3 separate regions of the Oryctolagus cuniculus genome follow, and all the other regions are linked to region 1. A link is a contact called in public Hi-C data. All regions are on one chromosome and are shown on one strand. The core of a region is the stretch at or near the end of the contact, and the rest is flanking DNA. Distances in the headings are between cores, read along the strand shown.

Region 1 (3,560 bases), core at 450-2,949:
CCGTACACAGATAACTGAGCATCTCTGTACTATCACAAGCTTTCTGTTAAACCTGGTTATAATGCATGTGCCTGTGCTTCCAGTGAAATTCCTTTTTTTTTTTTATTTGAGGGGCAGAGTTAGACAGTGAGTGAGACAGAGAGAAAGGTCTTCCTTCTGTTGGTTCACTCCCCAAATGGCCCCCACAGCTGGCACTGCGCCGATCCAAAGCCAGGAGCCAGGTGCTTCTTCCTGGTCTCCCATGCGGGTGCAGGGCCCAAGCACTTGGGCCATCCTCCACTGCCTTCCCTGGCCACAGCAGAGAGCTGGACTGGAAGAGGAGCAACCAGGACTAGAAGCCGGTGCCCATATTGGATGCCAGCGCCGCAGGCCGAGGATTAACCAAGTGAGCCACGGCGCCGGCCACATAGTGAAATTCTTATACATTCTCAGAAAGGATGGCAGTCTGCAGATCATAATCTAGGATTCTATGAGGAATTATATGCACGCACATACACAGGTGTCAGCATAATTTTCCTCAAAGGACCAGCTACTCTTTAACTGTGAACACTCTGAGACATTCAGGATCTCTTTCCCTAAACAATTATGACTTTACAAAATGGCGTCAAGACCACAGCAAAGTTTGACTGCCCAGACCGAGCTAAACGCCTGGAGCCTCCAGGGTGCCCTGGTACTTCCTCTGTAACAGCAGAACCCCTTGTAATAGCTCAGCACTGGTTTGACTGGGATGGGAATTTTTTTTTTCCACCAACCCTCAAACTAGCTTGTGCTCTATAACCAGAAAAACCGATCTGCATGTAAGCCTCCCTCCTTTTGTGAATTCAAGGATACCACTATGCATTTGACAGGTCAGTTTGGTTTCTAATATTCTCATTTGAATTTTTGCACAGAGGAATTTTCTATAAATTTTCTTAATAAAAGCAGTAGAATAGTATCAAAACCTGTTGGTACAATCCGGAGGGTATCTGCTCTTATTTCCTGAGTATTTCCCTTGTTATACTCCCGTGGCCTAGCCCTCCTGCTCACACCATCTCAAAGAGACTCCAGATTTCTAAGAAAAAGAGAACACTAATAATGCATATTTGCCAACTTCGGTTTTCAGAATTGATAACAAGTACCAAGGGCTATTTGCTGGCCTACTTCTGCCCCCTAGTGACCATAACACATGGTTGCTCTTTTCAGTAAGGAAGCTGGGGAGTTAGACTACAGAAAAGTAGCTACTCCCACATCCAACCCCCCCCCCCCTTCAGCTACCTGCTCCCCAGGATACCTCCAGCTACCGCCTGCCACTGCTCTTTCATCAGGTACAGAGAAAGAAATTGATAAATTCATTCACATCCAGGGGGCTACGACTTAGAGCGTCCTTCTCTGGGCATTTTAACAGCAGCACTGAAGCGGGAAGGCAGTGCCGCTTAACTTCAAACAGTAAATCACCCACTCACGACTCAAGGACAAAGACTTTTTTTTTCCCGCTGGTTTTCTTGTTTGTGTTTGCTGTTTGTTTTCTGAAGAATCATCCCAGGTCTCCGTATTTTTAACGAACCACTTCCCCGTCTACCATCAGGCAGATGGGGGGAAATGAACATGGGACGCGATAAAGCAGACGGTCCACTTTCCCAACTTCTCGTCTGCGTTCTCAGTCCCTCCTGTCCCTGTGCCCAGCTGGAAGGCTGCATCTCTGGGGTGGCCCCCGTGTCCAATGGGGCTTCTCCTTCTCAGACACGGAGCGGGTGCAAGCACGAGCGAGGAATGTTCTGGTCGGACTCCAGCACACTCCCACAGCTGCTAACACGGCTCCCCGCGTCAGCTCACTGGCAGGTCAGAGAGGTTTTCAGGCAAGTAGCCAAGCTCCAAGATGGCTCTAGAGCGGCAGAGGAGGGTTGAGCAAAGGGAGCAGACAAAGAGGCAGGATCTGGGGGACTTTACAGAGGCGCAGGCAATGATTCTGAACTCTGGCTTGGGCTTGCCACTAACCAAGCTCATCGCAGCGTTAAGAATTGGCCTCTGCACTCATCCGAAGCAGTGCCAGAGGGACGTTCTGCCCCCATCTGATCCAGGCGGAACACCGAGGAAAATGACGAGGCGGCACCGAAAGCACGGACTGCTGCTGCTGCCAGTTTACTTGCCCAGGGGCCTTTGCAGCCTCCAGTCCCCCGTCGCCAACTTCCGCGGGCACGGAGTCTAGGGGAGGAGTGGGGCCGACTTCAGTGCGAAGTTGTGATGGTGCAGAAGAGTGCAATGAATCAGGCCTCGATGAGCCTGCACGGGGCAGACCTGAGTTTGAATCCCTGCTCTGCTGCTGAAGGACAAACTTTCACTCTGTTCTCTAATCCTCGGCTCAAAGGTTCCAGCCTCGGGGATGCCGTCTCTGAGCCCGCCAGCTAGATCGAGACCCCTGTTTATGCGTCCTTTATGACTTCCACTCTTGACACATCACCATTTGTCGCTTTATATGTAAAATGATTTCTCTTTTTTTTTTTCCTTTCTGCATTGTAAGCTCAGAGAGGGCCAGGACCATGTCTCTCATTCTCTTTCATCCCAAAAACTAACACATAAAATATAGTCAATAAACATTTGAATGATGAATCATACTGAATTTTCAAAATCTCTAAAATAGGAAGAGCCTAGTCTCCTTGCAGATTTGTTGTGAAGAGTAATGAAACATGTTTTTTCAAAAAAAAAAAATCCTTTCTGAGTGCCACACAGAGCAAGTGCTCCAACGGGGCTGCCTTTCTGCTGCCGTCCCTCTGGGGACTCTCCACAGGAGCATGGCTGTCCCCGACCAGCAGAGGGGTCACTGAGCAGTGCAATCAGCCAAAACAGGAAAGCGGGGGCCTGACTTATCCACAAACTCCATCCCAAGTCCCTGAATAATCAAAACTACTTGGCACATTACAATTAATCGCCTCGTCTCTCTCAGCGTCCCTTGATGGCAAGAACGGTTCTATCCACCCCCACTCTCCTCCCCACCCCAGACAGAGAGCAGCCAGAGGGACTGTAAATCCACTCCTAACATTTTCAGTTGTCTGAGTTATGTCCTACCAGAATTAAGAAGGTGACTTTAAAAACATGAAGGAGAAATAAAGGTCGCACTTCCCAGAGCGGAGTACAGGTGTACAGTGAAACTGAACTTTTAATACGAGGCAGCTCTGGGGAAGAGAAAGGACTGAGAATATTTTTATAGAATACTTGCATTAGGGGTAATTCTTTTAAATCCAAGCTTCAACTTGCATGACACTGAGGCATAAGTCTACCACTTAATGACATTTATAACTCTGTAACAATACATTTTGGATAAATTACTGCTGAGGCTTAACGTTTCTGATTATGATATATAGAATAAGTGATGTCATCACGGCAAAGTTTGTAAGTTACGATCTGTCCTGTTGCTTTAAATAAGAGGATTTCTGGAGACAATTGCCTTGATGAATATAAACTCAAATGAACCTTGAATCTCTTCAATTATTCTTATTTAGAATTCATTTTCCTTTGAACTTTCATTTAAGTCAAAGCACAATCGTTCCTTTATAAATCAAATGCGAGCTTGTCTTTCCTACGAT
Region 2 (3,560 bases), core at 621-3,120, 1.0 Mb before region 1:
TGCAAACGCACGTCTCCAAACTCAGATGGGGGGCGGGGGCGGTGCGGAGAACGCGCATTTACACAGTCTCTGCGTTGTGTTTCCCCCGCTTTTGTCCCGTGGAAACTGAGTCTCCACAACACACTGGCGCCTGGCGGGTCGGCCAGTAAAGGGACGGGTGCGCGTGGCTCGCCTCCATCTCCCCGCCGTGCCAGACGCTGCTCCGTGCCAAGGCGAAGGGTGGGAGCAGGCGTCGGAGAGGGGCGTTTGCCGCCGCGCCGGTTTCAGAGATGGAGTTCTCCAAGGGCGCGGGGGTCGTCCCTCCATCCAGGAATCTATTTCTTTTTCTTTTCTTTCTTTCTTTCTTTCTTTTTTTTTTTTTTTTGAAACCCCGGGGTACCTTCCAAGTGGCTTTAAGAGGGCCCCGGTGAGCAGCCGCCCCCGCTTCCACCCCCCCCGCACAGACACCCATGCCCAGAGAGGTGGGTGAGGTACAGAGACGCGAACCAGCGATGCGAGGATACCCGCGGCTGTCAGGGGCTGGAGGGAGGCAAGAGGCTCAGGATCCTGTCACTTTGGGGCGAGGGGGAGGAAGAACGTGTCGAGGTGCCAGGCAGGCCTAGGAGGAAAGGCAGATGGGAGGGGAGGGGGAGAGCGGGCCGGCACAATCCCACCCCTTCCAGGAGGTCGCTAACCCGGAGAGAGCGCACACAGGGCTCCTGACCCCTGCCGGGCACGCCTTGGCTTGGAGCTGGGGACCCCCGCGCGGCGCGCCCTGCCACAAGGTGGGACCCGCCTCAAGAGCGGACCGGCGGGCGGGAAGCAGGTGACTTTATTCACTGCTTCCCCAATCCGCGAGGTCCCGGGACTCATTTTCCGCCTGGAGATTAAGATCATTGCTCGCGTAATGAACTTAATGCTTTAGGGTAGAGGTGAGTGTGTCTGCGAGTGGGCAGGGGTAAGAATTACCGACCCGATCGATGGGAGACTGGCTTAAAAGTAAATCCTTTCCCTCCGGGGCTTTACCGGCAGGGTTTCCCCGTCCTGGGTCGAGCGCGCCGGGAGGGCGGCAGGCAGCGCGCGGAGGGGCGACCCGGGGACGCGGCCAGCCGGGGCCAAGGCCCTCAACACGTTCCCCTACGTCCCTACCGAGACCCCCGGGGTATCATTTTTTAGGGCAAAGACGCTTTAAAGCTCAAACATTGGCGAACTGATTGCTCAATATGTTGTTTGTTTTTCCTTTCAGCTCCGCCTTGGGAGAGAATGTTTCAGACGCGCTGGCTGGCGGATCGCGCGGAAAGGGGACCTCCCCCGCCCTTCCGGCAGCCCCCAGCTCGGGCCCCGGCCCCCCACCCTCCCTCCCTCCCTGCCCCTTGCTGGGCCCTGGGATTCCCAGCCTCGTGGAGAGGGTGCACCGTGGCCACCCTAAGGGCTTCGGGACGCCGAGCAGCCAGGCGTGCGCGGCGTCACCGGAGAAGGGAGTGAGTGCAGGGAGAACGCCCGGCCAGGCGGAGCGCCCCCTCTATCCTGTTCCAGGTTCTCCTATGGCGTGCAATACGCCTACCCCGGAGCTCCGCGAGGGGCTGCCGGGATCCCAAAGGAGGGGAAAGTTAGCGGAGCTTTGCAAGTGCGCCGAGGGAGTTCGGGCCTAAAGCGCCCGGGAGAGGCCCAGAGCTCTCTGCTGCGGCTCCCCCCACTCGCCCCCGCCCCAGGGGCCCTGCCCGAGCTCCAGGTGCCCTCCGGTGCCCAGGCTCTCAGGAGCACGCTCCCAGGGCCTGCGTGGGCCTCGGGAATCCGGACAGACGTGGCAGAGTCCAGCACAAAGCACCCCGAGCGCTTCCGAGGGAAAGACACCCCCTTGGAGGTGTCTCTCCACACCTTTCCGTGCAGACCCCGGCCTTTCCGGCGTCCAGACACAAAACCGACCGCGTCCCAGCTCGACTTTCAGGTCGGGAGTGAGCAAGACGTGGGAGGCTACTGCAGGCGCCTGAGCAGCCCCTCCGTGCTCTGGGCCCAGGGCAGGGTCTCGTCGATCCACGCTCTGGGCCCAGGCCGGACCCTGTGCACTACGGGACCCAGGTAGCTGCGTCCGGGCCGGAGCTCCGCGCAGCTGCCCGCGGGATGCTCCCTGCAGTCGCACGGCCCGGCCCGGCCCGGGATTACAGGCATCTTCCCTCCGGCCCGCGGACCTGGAGGGCGCCGCCCACGCCAGGAACCCGGCTCGCCAAGTCTGCGCGCCGCGTGGGAGCCGCGCGCGGGGCGGGGTAGAGGGGTGGCGAGGGCTTGTTTTCCTTCTCCGAGCCTTTGGACTTCAGGGCGAAGTTTCCCGGTAGGCGCCTGGGCCCCGGGGTCGCAGCCTCGCACCGCCGCTGTTGCCCGCCCACCTCCCCGCCCCCGCGGGCCGAGCGAGCCGGAGCCGCACACCCGGCCCCGCGCCGCCCTCCCGGGGCTACCCTCCCCCAGCCCAGCCCACCCCCCGGGCTCGGCGGAGGGCGCCTCTCTCCCCGGGGCGAACCCTGTGGGCCCCGCTCCCTGCAAAGGAGACACCCGCCGCCTCCCGAGAAACTTCTAATACCATCCATACAGCTTTAATGCGTTTATAATTCGATAAGTGATTTCAATTTGAAATTGTTAGTAACTAATTTTATGGGTAATTTTTCCACATCAAATATTTAAGCATCAGATTAAGGGAGCCAGTTCCGACACAGGATAATCAGGGGGTTCCCCCCACCCCGCGCGCCTCCGCCTCCGCCTCCCTGCGGGTCCTACCGAGTCATTTTTCCAAATCCCCAAAAGGTGGCAGTCGAAGCTGACTTTCCTCCTCGGCGGCGCTGCGCAGGGCGGGGGCGGGGAGGGCGGGCAGGGGGAGGGGAGGGAGACACCGGGCGCTGCACGCACTTTTCAAACTCATTCTCGCACACGTTTCCCGTGCAGCACGAGCCAGAAGCGGCGGCGAGTTTCCGGGAAAAGTCCTGGCAGGAGAGAAAGTCCAATCATGCGCCTTGTGGCCTGGGGTTCCGCAGACGGGGGACACTGAGCGCTTGCAGACCCAGCCCCGGATCCGAGCAGAGGCGGCGGCAGCGCCGGCTTTCCGATATTTCTTTGTAATTTAACAGTAACGGAGAAATCCTATGTCACTAAGCAACTTGTTTCCTCGAGGACAGGGCTCCGCAAATTACATAATGGAGGGGAAGGCGGCGGGGGCGGGGGGAGCCGGGCGGCCCGCGGATGAATTGCCGAGCAGTTGCCAAAACTTTTTTTTTTTTTCCCTGCTGCTGCCGCGGCTGCCTTTGCTGCTGCCTTTGCTTTGAATGTGGGTAACTAGGAAACAGCAAGCCGTCTGAGAAGACGGAATTTCCAACGTGTAAAATGTTCTTAACGGAACCATTGAGCGAGTGCAATAAGGCGTGAGGGGGAACTAATCTTCCCATTTAAATGTTTGTGGCAATTTTATCTAAATGAATTTTAATGCTAAACGAGGGTAATTCCCCATTTGTAGCGCGTTTACTTCTCTTTCCTGTGCTTCTAAAGCAGTCGAACATCATGCAATGAACAATAACAATAAAAATACTGTCAAGGCA
Region 3 (3,560 bases), core at 532-3,031, 850 kb before region 1:
GCAGCCCCCCGGCCCCAGCCCCGGCGTCCTGCGCGGAGTGAGAGCCAGGGAGGGAACAATGAGCCGGGCGCCGGGAATGTGCCCCCAGCGCCTGTTTACAAACACCGAGCTATTTATGATCGCCGGAAAGCGAAACCCGACGCGGGCTCGGGGCAGCCCGGACCTCGCGGGCGGAGCTGCGGCCCGGGCGCCGCGGGGAGGGCCGCTTTTCCTCAGACCCGCTGCGGGCGCGGCGCGACGGGGCCGGCGCGCTCGGCTCCGGCTGCGGCCGCCGCCGCCTTTGTCTTCGAGGCGCCGAGGGGCTCCGGCCTCGGCCTCGCGCGGGCCTGGAGGGGCCCCGCGCCCCCAGCTCTCTCCCCGGCGACGCCCTGCTCCTTTGCTGACCACACTTTCCTGTCCCCCCACCACCACCCACCCCACACACTCGGTTCGGCGAAAACTCCCAGTGCCTGAGGAAAAGGATCCACTTCGGGAGCCGAGGTTTGCAGACAAAAGCTGCCGGTACCCAAACTCGGAGGCTCGGCGCCTCTGGCTTTAACTTTCCCCCTGCGAATACCTATTCTCTGGGCTTAGTCATTTCCCCCCTTCTCTTTATTGTGGCACTCTGAGGTGGCCCTTTACAGTGCTATGTAATGGTGTTATTTTCGAGTTTGCTGCCCGCCGGGCTCCGGTCTGCTGAGAGGGCTTGGCCGCAGCAGCTCGACCGGCGCCGGGAAGCCTCCCATCCCCGAGCGGGGCTCGCAGCTCGCTCGGCTCCGAGAGGAACCCCCGCCCCCACCCCCCAGCCGAAGCCTCGCCGAAAACTCCCCCTGCGGTCGGCTGGAAAATGAACTCACCCAAATCTCGGTGGGCAGCCGTGGCGAAGGGCTCGGCCAATCAGGAGGCGCCCCCGCCCAGGCGGCCGCGCATTGGCTGCGGGGAAAATCAATTATCAAATAATCGATCAGCAGGGAGCTTCGATCTGCCGGGAATGCAAACCGCCAGCCCCGATTCCCGCCCCGAAGGTGGCCAAAAGGCTGACTCCCTCGAAGCGGCGGGCGCACGCGCCCCTCACCCCCACCCCCGTCCTGCGGCCCGGGCCGCGGCCCCAGCCCTGGCCCCTAAAGGGGCGCAGGGGTGGGGGGCAGAGTTTTCAGCCAGAGCGAGGGGGCTCCGTTCTGGCGGAGACGGTTTGGAAAAGGTTAGGCGCTCGGAGGTGTGCAGCAGCCAACTCTTAGGCGCCAAGTAGCAGGGAAGATGCGACCCGAGTTTCCGTGGAGTGGGCTTGCGACAGCGGGCACCAGGGCGAGCGTCGGACCCGGGGTCCCGACCGGGTCCCCGCCGCGCGCGGAGCCTCCCCGAGGCGATTCCTGTGGCTTCCTAAAGCCTCCGCACGGGTCGGCGCCGGCTGAGCCGCCCCGAGAGGGCAGCGTTTCCAGCAGGCCGAGCCGACGAGCCCCGCAGCCTCCCCCAGCCCCCCGCCCCAGTCCGCTCCCGGTGTGCGCCTGGAAGACAGGGCTGGCGCGGTCCACCCAGAACCGCTCTCTCCTCCGAAGAGCCACGGCTGCTTTCCGTCGGTTCCAAACGTCCTCGGGATCCCTCATCTCTTGACTCGCCCCCCCATCCCCCTCAGACACACGCCTTTTCTTCTTTTGTCTGGCACACTCAAGTTTTAGGATCTCTTACTTTTTACGTCGCATACGTGTGTAGTTTCCTGGCACAAACTCCCCGACGCCTCACTCGGAAAGGGAAGGCAGGCCCCGGAGTCAAAGCCTGGGGGTCGGGGGGTGAGGGGCAGCCAGGTGGATGACCGGCGCCTGTGAGCCCACGCCTGACCCCTGCTCTCCCCACCCTCGCGGCATGAACTTGGAAGCAAATTTCAGGCCAATTTCAGGGTCTCGGGGAGGCGATTTCTGTCTTCTTCCTGGGGAGTGGCGCTGGCTGGGCCAGGCAGCACAAGCCTTTCCCAAGTATGGAGAGGACCGGGCCGGCCCGCAGCCCGCCGGCCTTCCCCACCACCTGAGCGCCTTCGACGGCTGCCTGCGGGGCCGTGCGCGCCGTCTCCGCACCCGCGCTCCTGGGAGCGGGAGGGGGACCCGAGGGGGACAGGGGAGGGCGTCGAACCAAAGCCTGACGTGGGCACGGCTTCGCTCACGGCCCTTATGTGAACTGCGAGGGAGATTGTGTAATTTAACTGAGGGAAATTTACTGCGAAATACACTTAGACGACCATGATCTTTACCAGCCCTTAGGGGTTCTCAGCAGACTTAGGTAACCCGGCCGGGCGTTCCCTCCGCTCAACCCTCCACGTTTTCACATTAGGAAAAGGGCAGTTTGTTAATATACGGAATATACTTTTTTAACAACAGGATTGGCTTCGTGTTATTGCTTTCCAGCAAATAATATCTTTTGTTTTCAGCAGAGATTAAAAACGAAAAAAATTCAAGTAAATCACTCTTTTCCAACAACCGGAGCCTTCAAAATAGTAGGCAGACTTGGGTGCAAACCATGGTATGCCAGGTCACCTTAAAAATGTTCTTTAAATGTCGTACACACAGATTTTTCTTACAGAATGGAACAGTTTGAGTTTGTGAGCTTAAAATAAACTTACTGGTTGTGAAAAGTGTCTTCTTCCCCACTATCCATTTGTAACTGTGAACCCAATGCTACTTCTAGGCCTTTGTACAATTAATTCTAGACAATCAAGGGGCTGAAACACTTTTACAATGTAATTACAGTAGTACAAATTGTTTGCCCAAACCTCATTCTGGATAAGGATTTTACAATTAGCAAACAGTTATTACAGTTGGGGCTTGCCGGGAGAAATTGCATGGAGGGTGTCTAGAGTTTTAACATAGGAGCCATAAAAGTTAAAAAAAAAAAAAAAAAGGGATACCTCCTTCAACAGGGTAACAATGAATCATCTATTAAAAGGAATAAGTGAAGGGCCAAGTCCTAGGTGTCAGTGAGAGCGGATGAGACGTTCCTGCTTGCTATGTGACAGCACCTATCCTAAGCATGGATCGTACACTTTCTTTTCTAGGCAAGTGAACTTTATTCTGCAGCATCTTGACTTGGTGAAGGCCCTTCCATTCTCTGCTCCTCCTTCACCTCCTCGGGCACCTTCCACAGATAGAGAAGGAGTACTAAAAAGAGGCGTTCTGGGCCCTTGGTCTCTGCTGTTTCTCCCCTCCCAAGGGAGGCATTTGAGGCCAGCGGAGCTCCTCTGGGCTGCTGGCCTCCTCTGGGGGTAAACTCCCCTTGTACCTTTCTGTTCTATAAGGAGCCGTGCCTTTGGGAAGGCCTATATCCTGAATTAGGCTTTTGTCCCAAAACTTCACACTGATGAGTCAGTTCCAAAGCCCTGTGAAATTAAAGAGGCACCTCTTAAGGTAAAATGTGTGTGTATTTGCCAGCCCAGAATAAACAAAAGCCTGTTAATCAATCGAGTTTGGCAGCTGTGTTCACAGAATGATAAGAGTTTATCATCTGCCACCTAACTTCAAGATGCCTTTTAAAATGTTGTGATTGCTTTTTAGGTTATCCTGTGGTGTGGAGGCTTGGGGTTGGTCCCTCAAGAA

The links. Hi-C and Micro-C count contacts between places; a contact is called where the count stands out from the background.
Region 2: a contact with region 1 is called in a Hi-C map of an unstated tissue, with 7 times the contacts expected there. The contact joins two enhancer-like sites. A contact is called at or near these places in 2 of 6 Hi-C or Micro-C datasets (ear pinna and an unstated tissue).
Region 3: a Hi-C map of an unstated tissue shows a contact between it and region 1, with 4 times the contacts expected there. The contact joins the promoter of MEIS1 here to the enhancer-like site in region 1. A contact is called at or near these places in 3 of 6 Hi-C or Micro-C datasets (ear pinna, skin fibroblasts and an unstated tissue).

Annotation. Positions count from the first base shown.
Region 1 is chr2:137,082,697-137,086,256 of mOryCun1.1, forward strand. No RefSeq gene overlaps it. Among named protein-coding and RNA genes, the nearest start is that of SPRED2, 210 kb to the right of the region's middle. Within about 2 kb of position 1,700, at least 1 of the 8 cell types and tissues checked has an H3K27ac peak or open chromatin away from gene starts, as enhancers often do.
Region 2 is chr2:136,086,626-136,090,185 of mOryCun1.1, forward strand. No RefSeq gene overlaps it. Among named protein-coding and RNA genes, the nearest start is that of MEIS1, 140 kb to the right of the region's middle. Within about 2 kb of position 1,871, at least 2 of the 8 cell types and tissues checked have an H3K27ac peak or open chromatin away from gene starts, as enhancers often do.
Region 3 is chr2:136,231,448-136,235,007 of mOryCun1.1, forward strand. MEIS1 (Meis homeobox 1) reads right to left here and starts at 1,782. Exons shown (of 12, transcript XM_051837800.2): 1 at 1,666-1,782.